Regions from separate parts of the Zea mays genome. Here regions 1 and 3 are each linked to region 2. Evidence: chromatin contacts called from public Hi-C data. All regions are on one chromosome and are shown on one strand. Each heading gives the region's core, a stretch centred on a gene start, on an enhancer-like site or on the middle of the called end of the contact. The rest is flanking DNA. Distances are from core to core; before and after follow the strand shown.

What was found. A called contact is a pair of places that touch in the nucleus more often than the background predicts.
Region 1: a Hi-C map of endosperm shows a contact between it and region 2, with 4 times the contacts expected there. The contact joins the promoter of LOC542140 here to the promoter of LOC100283149 in region 2. A contact is called at or near these places in 13 of 25 Hi-C or Micro-C datasets (bundle sheath, ear, endosperm and 4 more).
Region 3: a contact with region 2 is called in a Hi-C map of ear, with 2.6 times the contacts expected there. The contact joins the promoter of LOC103644017 here to the promoter of LOC100283149 in region 2. A contact is called at or near these places in 3 of 25 Hi-C or Micro-C datasets (ear, tassel and an unstated tissue).

Annotation. Positions count from the first base shown.
Region 1 is chr1:283,476,807-283,479,825 of Zm-B73-REFERENCE-NAM-5.0, reverse strand. It overlaps LOC542140 (oligopeptide transporter 3), which reads left to right and starts at 1,641. Exons shown (of 6, transcript NM_001305852.1): 1 at 1,641-2,391. The coding sequence starts at 1,876.
Region 2 is chr1:283,687,468-283,690,225 of Zm-B73-REFERENCE-NAM-5.0, reverse strand. It overlaps LOC100283149, which reads right to left and starts at 1,389. Exons shown (of 3, transcript NM_001156051.1): 1 at 1,353-1,389; 2 at 1,120-1,209; 3 at 1-981. The coding sequence starts at 1,201. The coding sequence ends at 317.
Region 3 is chr1:283,835,763-283,838,916 of Zm-B73-REFERENCE-NAM-5.0, reverse strand. It overlaps LOC103644017, which reads right to left and starts at 1,573. Exons shown (of 5, transcript XM_008667207.3): 1 at 929-1,573; 2 at 1-812. The coding sequence starts at 715.

The DNA.
Region 1 (3,019 bases), core at 392-2,891, 210 kb after region 2:
TTTACCATATCTTTTATTTCAAACTCTACTATGTAAATAGTGTGGTATACAGTATAAAATGATATTTTGTATGGCTATATCCATAATCTGCTACACGTATCAATTTTTTTAGTTACAAATGGATTTCTTCTTATTGAAATATCTCACGCGAGACTTTCGTACCTTTTTTTTTGTAAGAAAAAAGCAAAGGACGCCGGAGACCGGTGCTGACTGACTGCTGAACTCCAGTATCTGAATTTGGCCTCATCAGGAAACTGTGACATGCTGCAGCATTCGTCACTCCACGTGCTCGGCTAGGAATTTAATCGATCCCCATGTCAAAAGGCAAAAAGTGATCGGCACGGGCGGTCAGGTCTTCCGCGGCCGCGGGGCACGCATGGCAGTCTGCTGTCTGCCACTCTGCCGGCGGCAACTGGCCCTGTCTGTTGTACGCACAGGCAGGCAGACCGCAGATCCGAGCAGATCAGGCAGCCGTCTGGGCAGAACAGGCACGACGCACGGCCACCACCCATCTGTCCTCGCAGAACCGGATGCCCTTCTTCTCCGCATCACCCACTTGTGCCTCGGCCCTCCGCCTCTCCGCAGGCGGGGCAGGGTTCTGCATTGCCCATGCGCCTCGCCGCCACACCACTTGCTCGTTTTCAGCGGTCCAGTCCCTTCCCCTCCCCGCCGCCGGCGACATCGCTGCACTGGAGTACAAAATCCTTCTACCGGTTGCGCGTGGATGGATGACGAATATGTGCGTGACAGGGAGGTTTGCTGGTCGCCTATTGCTTTTTTAAGCAAAACGCCGGATGGGGAATATATGAGCAAACCAGCCCGGCACTCGACACCGTGAAGGCGGCACCCGGATTCTCTCGTCTGAGGTCGTCCAAGGTTCCCTCTCCGGTTTTTCTATCCAACAACCAACAAACCGTTGCTTGATGTCATGCGTCCTAGTCTAGTAGGTGTTCAGCAAATACTAATATTATTATATGTCTGTAGCCCGGCACGACAGCATACGAACAAGCTAATTAAACAAGTCACAAAGCTAGCAAGCACTACAAGGGTAGGAATCGCGGCGGCCATGCACTTGCAGTGGCAGTACATAGCGCTCTGGTCAGCTCTGCAAGGAAGCCACACACACACACACAATGACACAATTCGTCAAGTCCTGCGGTGCAAGTGCAATGCACATCAGAAGGGCCAGAGGGGCCCCCCTCTGGATGAAATCAGCTTTGCACATTGCAGGGAGAGGGTTAAAAGGCGGGCACTGCACGGCAGCCTGCAGATGAGGGAGGCTGCTTTCCAAAGCACGATCGATTTGGCGCCAATCACCGGTTAAAGCGGTGAGCCGCGCGCGATTAGATAAAAATCATGTGCCCCGGCGCGCCGCGCGCGTGCCCCCGCGCGCCTGGGGTGACGCCGGCGCGTGCCCCGCGGGGTGCGTGGTGCCCAGGTGGCCGCCCCCTCGCCCGCCCGATCCCACCCGTGGACGCCCACGATGCGGTTTCCCCCAGAGCCCTCGGCACGGCACGGCACGTACGCCGCCCCGAGCTCCACGGGAATGCACACCGGCGCCCGGGCCCGTACGAGGTGGAGGGGTGCCGTGGTGCACGAGGCCACGAGCACCGCTCCGGGGCCGGGAGTGCCAGCCAACGGAATATAAATAGGGGCGAGCAGGGGTTCAAGCGCTACCATCCAGGAGCCGAGAATCTCTAAAAGGCGCCGCTCCCGTCCACGGCGCGGCGGGCAGCAGCGAAGCGTCGGTTTCAGAGGCCGGCGGGCCGGTCGAGTCGGTGGAGGGAGGGTGGGTAGATAGATAGCTAGCTACTAGCGGGTAGCGGAGAGGGTCCAGTCAGTGGGCGGGAGGAGCGAGGGGCCGGGACCGGGACGATGGCGTCGCGGAAGTCGCCGGTGGCGGCGGAGGAGCGGGCGGGGACGGGGACGGGGGAGGGGAAGGGGGAGCGGTGCGCGGTGGAGGAGGTGGCGCTGGTGGTGCCGGAGACGGACGACCCGTCGATGCCCGTGATGACATTCCGGGCGTGGGCGCTGGGGCTCGGCTCCTGCGTCGTCCTCATCTTCCTCAACACCTTCTTCACGTACCGCACCCAGCCGCTCACCATCTCGGGGATCCTGGCGCAGATCCTCGTGCTCCCCGCCGGCCGCTTCCTGGCCGCCGTGCTGCCCGACCGCGAGGTCAGGATCCTCGGCGGCAGGCTCGGCAGCTTCAACCTCAACCCGGGGCCCTTCAACGTCAAGGAGCACGTCATCATCACCATCTTCGCCAACTGCGGCGTCTCCTACGGCGGCGGCGACGCTTACTCCATCGGCGCCATCACCGTCATGAAGGCCTACTACAAGCAGACGCTCAGCTTCGCATGCGCCCTCCTCATCGTCCTCACCACACAGGTACCTCCGTCGGTCCGTCCTACTACGTGCTAGTTACTACTGCTTAAAATAACCAGGGGTACAGCAGCTCAAATTATATTGTTTTCGTTCGTTTCTTCAGTTCTGCTGCTGATCACGGATTCTAGTATCAAAAAATATAAATTCAAATGGTTTAAAAAATATTTTTAATCTAAATAATAAATAAAATGACGTATCTAAATGCCTTCTAAAAGTTTATAACTTTATCTTCATGATCTTTTAGAGCGCTTAATAACCTGCTCTACGAATTAAACCAATTTTTTTTAAAGCCTGAGCAGTCTCAATGATGAACTAAATGCTGTTAACCTGTTACCAGGCACTAGCACTTAGAATTGACCCGTCTCTAATCTATATGTGTCGTCATTTCATATTCACGTCTTTGGCACGCGAATGTAACGTGCACACTTGGTCTAGAAGACTAGAATCAAAAGTGCGGCTGATAAGCATATGCATCCTCCTCATCAAGATGCGCAGAGCAGTCTATATCGTATTTGTTCCCTGGTTACCACCAATCATGGCCCCCGGGGAAGAAAGCTGAAAAGGAGGTCTGAAAAGTCTCACGCCGATGTCACGATGAGACCATGCATGTATGTACTCGTGCTAGGACGGC
Region 2 (2,758 bases), core at 140-2,639:
CATCATTGCTTATTTTATTCTCTCACTTAGCCTGACTGGCATATACTGTAATTACCAAAACGAAGCGCGCAGAACATAATGCACAATCTACATAAAGAGATGACAGGGGGTACGGCGGTGTATACATGATGCTATATATGTATAGAGTATATATATGATGAATCTGTACGGCGATTATACAGGAGGAGGTACGGAATGATGATGAGACGACGTACTGGGGTTTTTTTTAGGGTGGGGTTGGGTATAATGGTAATTAAGGCCATGGTACGCACACGGACGGTACACTCATCAAGGGATGATATTGATAATAAACGAATCACATGATGGCGCAGGCGTAGGAGGGGTCCTCCTCGCAGACGATCCGGTAGCCGCCGCCGCAGGGGTTGCAGGGGTACGGCTGGGGCATGTACTGCGGGAAGTACTGCGGCGGGGGTGGGGCCGGGGCGGGGGCCGGGGCCGGCTCGGGGGCCTTGCCGCAGGAGCAGCAGTGGCACCCGCCGTGGCCGTGGTGGCAGCAGCAGTCGGACGGCCACGCAGGGTACGGGTACGGGTACGGCCACGGGTAGGGGACCTCCACCACCTTGGGCGGCGGCGGGGCGGGCTTCTCCTCCTTGGGCGGTGCCGGGGCGGGCTTCTCCTCCTTGGGCGGGGGTGGCTTCTCCTTGGGCGGCTCCTCCTTGGGTGGCGGGGGCTTCTCCTTGGGTGGCTCCTCCTTGGGCGGCTCCACCTTCGCCGGCGGGGGCGGGGCGGCCTCCTCCTTCTTCTCCGGCGGCGGCGGGGCTTGCTCCTCCTTCTTCGGCTCCTCCTTGGGCTTGGGCGGCGGCGGGGGCGGGGGCTCGACGATCTCGATCTGCTTGATGATCTTGCACGCCTTGCAGCACAGCTTGTCGGCGAGCTTGTCCGGGTCGAAGGGCCCCGTGACCTTCACCTTGTTGTTCTTCTCGTCGAAGTCGATGTCATCGATGCAGAACTCGCCCTTCTCTGCAAGCCGAGGCGTCCGTCCGTCGTCCCAGGAAACTTATCAGTTGCGATCAACGCGAACCGTCTCGAGACCTACCTGTACAAGCGGAAAGGGAAGAGCGAACAACAGAGAGGAGTAGCAAGCAAGCGCGAACAGACCTTGGATCCTGTTGAGCACCCTCTGGATCTTGGCGCGGCAGCGGCTGCATTCCAGGTCCACCGAGACGATGATGGTCGGCATCGTCTGCGCTGCACGAACAGCTCCGCTGGTCAGTGGTCACGACGAAATCCTTTCCTCTAGTCTAGGTAAACAGAGAGAGAGAGAGAGAGAGAGAGAGAGAGAGAGAGAGAGAGAGAGAGAGAGAGAGAGAGAGAGAGAGGAGAACAACCACCTGTGTGATTGCAACTGGCTCGATCGTGCTGTGAAGTGAAGAAGAGAAGAGAAGGGAGAGGAAGGGAGGGGGAGGATGCCGTGGCGTGTTGTGAATACGCAGCTATATAAGCAGGCACCGACGCCTGGCTGCCTCCCACGTCATCTGACTCATCTTGGAGGAGCCGTGGCGATGACAAAAGCAGGGGTGGAGAAGAGCTAGCAGCCACGGGAGAAGAAGCAACCAGAGAAGGAATAGATAGAAGGCATGCATGCCTAGATAGAAAGGCCCTTTGGAACTTGGAAGCAGAAACCGGCAACAGCAGCACTCGGGGTCGGGGGAGGGCTAAAAGCCGCCACCGCCCACCGCCCGCACCCCGAAAGCTCTCCCGCCGTCGCCTCCAGGATGATTACCGCACGGCTGCGCCCCAGAGAAGAAGAGGAAGAAAAAAAAAAGAAAAGAGCTCGCTCCGGTGCTTTCACGTCAGGTGGTGAGGGATGGAACGGTTCGTTTCGTGACGCCGATGGATGGTGCCGTCGTGCCGAGCCTTGGTAGTGCTCTTTCTTCTGGATCCTTCTGGCTAACAAGTTAAGGCACAGAAGCAGTTGTTTTTTCAGACGATTTCTTTCACGCTCTGACCTTGCATATGATATGCCGTGCCCGCCCGATCACCAAGAGGCAGCAGGAGGGAAGGGATGACAGGAACAACAGCGAGTGGGGAGTACGTAAAGCTACGATCGAGACCTGCTCTGTGTCTGTGATCACCGTACGTAGCACATCGCTCGGGCCTCGGGGTCAGAAACGTGCGCTGGGAGGGACGACGACGGCGGCGAGATAGGCATAGCTGCGGCTGGCCCACGCCGTGCACGACGCTATGGATCGCGGCCCAGTGCCGCCATGCCCGCAGGCCACGCCGCCGTCTGTTCGGTCGTCGTTTGCGAGTGGCGGCACGTTGCGACGGGAACTCGCGATCCGTTCGTTCGGGTCCACAGCAACGGCCGGCGTTCAATGAGACGATGGCAGGCAGGCAGGAACCCGTCGTCACCCGCACTGGCGCGCACAGCGGCCCGCGTATCGCCATACCGGCAACCAAACCAATCCACCAACGCACTATTTCTATTTGGGTGATACATCACAACCTCAGCCTCCAGCACCCTATTTCTATTTGGGTGAGGGCGGTGGTGATCCGATCCTTGTGTATTTGGGTGCCGTCGATCTTGTGAGGCAAGAGGGGAGATCATCTTCCTTTTCTGTGGGGGGTGAGGACTGGGGAGAATGGGCGATGGAAAAATTGCCATATCTTGTCCCTCGCTCACCCTACCGTTTGACCCCGAGAGGGCGGCGCGTGGCGTGGCGTGAACAAAACAAACCCAGCAAAAACAAATGGCGCCCTACCCAAAGCCAGCCCCAGCCGCCAAAGAATGCTG
Region 3 (3,154 bases), core at 324-2,823, 150 kb before region 2:
GAGCATGCCCAGGGCTTTCTTTTGTACTGTCACTACTATTTTGAGAGCCATACTTGCTTGCAGCACTGTAAAACCAAGACATACTCTCGTCTGGATGGCGTTCAGCACCAAAGAGATGCTCAGAGTATTTACCTGGTTGTGTCTCCAACCCAGCACATGACGCGAATGCAGTAGCACCACCATCCTCACACTCGTCGACACCATGAGGTGGCTTTTTTCTGGAAGCAGCCGTCTCCCACATCTCACGGGCTGTACCAGCCGTGTCATCCAAAATCTCACAATCAGAGCCGTCATCAGTGTCAGAGTCCCATCCTTTGGTCAAATTGCTCTCAGAGCTGTCATACGAGCAATCAAACCCATATCGGTTCCTGGGAGAACCCCGGCCTGGGGTCATCGCTACTGGAGACCCAGAGGCACAGGACATGCTAGGACCTGCTTTATCCCCTCTGGTACCATCTTTCTCATCTTCATCATCATCTATGTTGATCACATCACCAGAGAAGCCGCCCCCTTTCCTCGCTTCAGATCCTGGTGCCGCCGCCGCAGAAGGTGAACCTCGCGCAGCTGCGCGCTCCATAATGATAACATCACCATCATCGTCCTCATCGATGACCACCACGTTGCGAGGTGCGGGCTTGTGCGCAGGGAACACCCGCGTTCGCCGCGTCAGCGTGGGCCCCTGCTGAGGAGTGAAGCTGAACCGTCCCCACGACATGGCTAGCCCGGGGGCCCAAGACCGAGACGATCGCTGCTGCAGGCTGGCGGCTATAGCATGCCAAAACCCGCGACAGACTCAGGGTTCCACGGTGATCCTGCAGAGAAAACGGCAAGCTTGTATATTCAATCAAATGCGGTGGGGAAATGCGCAATCAGGAACCCTAAATCGCAGGAATGGGCGTGAAACAGCGGCGAAAAAGAGGAGACTTACCGTGGTAGCGACGTCGGCGGTTAGATTCGGGGAGGAATTGAATTTGGGAGACAAGACCCCAAATCCGCCGCCGCTTTGTCCTTCCCGTTGAGGAAGAAGAGAACGACGAGGACCAAGATGAGGTAGCCGCCGCCGTCCAGCAGCTGCCGCGACACCCAGACGCAACAAGACGAGATGACCGGCGCGGCGCAGTTGATGGCGAGGAAGACGACCCCGACGGCGGTGGCTGGAGGAGGCGGGCCCCACAGCCGCGTGCGAAGGTGGGCCCGGCGTCGGCGCAGGGAGGAGAAACGGCGGGACGAATGGAGCGCGTGGACGAGGAGCTTGCGGTGGAACAGAGGAGGAGCCCGACTGCGGCTAGGCGGCGGAGGCCTGGGCGGACGGATCCATGAGAAGAAGCGGACCGACGAGAAGTTGGAGAAAAACTCCATTCATATTGGTAGTTTCTTTCTTAAAAGTTAGAGGGAAACGTACCTGGTGCGCACAGTGTCATGTTTGATTTGCTGCCTAAATTGTCACATTTTAACTTTTATGCCTAAGATTAGTTCTTCAATTCGGACGACTAACCTTAGACAAAGTGTGACACGGTTAGCCACGAACCAAACAAACCTTAAATCTCTTTAGCTAGCCTTATACATGTACGTTACACCGCTGACACAATACACCAGTACGTGTTATAATGTTACGAGAAAAGATGTTGTAATCCATTTCTAGGTGAGTTGCTCTTGTACTGTTATGGTTTTTATATATCACATAGTTAGATCTTGTTTAAGCAATATAATTTACGTCTATTTTAGCAGCAATCTAACTAATGCATTATAGCATTTCTTAAGGTACATTTTATCGAAGAATGAATGGACCGTGGGCTGAAGCTTGATGTGTTAATCTCGATAGTAGCTGATTGGAGGCCATTAAGTAATGAAGACAGAAAGAAGCGGCAAAGGAAAAGCTAGCATAATTAAAATATTGGGTTGCAGACATGCTCGATCACAAAACCAACCAAACCATCAGTCATTAAACAACATATATAGCTAGTACATCATCATAGAGAGAAAACCTCCGTACATGTTCAAAGTTATGTTTTCCACGACAAATGTTTCCGAGACACCGGGTAGCATGAGGAAACAATATTAACAGCTTTGTAACTATATAAAAATTCCTAACAAACTAAAATACAATAAATTTAAGACAACTTTGGTTGCATAGACATATAAAATTAAATTAGAAAGGAACATTTGGATAGAATACGGAGAAAATATCCCTGAAGGCGCATAGCCAAAGAATAGATCAACCAAACTACTGCAAATTTATGACTAAAAGATCACTGAGATTGACTTTCTTGAAGAACACAATAATACTGATGTGAATATGTGATGCAACTTAATCACAGTAGTAAAATTACATTTGATATTGTATTTGGTAAAAAAATGTGTTCAAAGTTTAGAGTCAACAACTAAACTCAGGTGTTACAATGTACAACGGGCCTTACTATTCAGACTTTTAATATAAAAACTCATGACAGACTATTAATATAAAAACTCATGACAGGTATAATACTCAAACAATCATAAGCAATGTGTATATGAATTTTAGACATAATGATGCCTATCACCTGCTTTAGTATTCAGGCTGACTCCAACAATATCCGGTAAACCGATCTGTACGCTAAATTTAGCGTTCGGTACATGCGCTATCCGCTCCAACAACGTCCGCTAAGAGGTTCGCTAATTTAGAGGAGCCCCCTGACAGCCGCTAAAGGTGGAGAATCGTTGTTCATCCGCTATCTGTCCTTCGCATCGTCCAAGGAGGAGTTGCAACACACTGTGACGCACAGCCAGCCACCACCACGCCATGGCCTTCGGAGCTTTCGTTGGAGACTGCGGCAGCACAGAGCACCTCGACCATGCTATCCCCCATCACCGTGCAGGCCAGCGTCGTCGCAAGTCATCTGGCGCCCACACACATCGCGACAGCCATCTAGCAAGTCAGCTCGCGCCATGGAGGAGGAAAGACGACCGATGCCTGGGAGAAGGAGCACGTGGCTGCGTGTCGTGGAGGAGGAAAGACGACCGACTGTCATTCGTCGGCCGTCTCCTCTGCGACCGTGCACTTCGCCGAGTTGCCGAACACGAGCTCAAGGCGGTATGGAACGCGCTCGTCATGCTGCTCTTCCCTGCTCGCAGGCGCAGCGCCGCCGGGGATGGCCAAGGCCATGCAGGCACCACC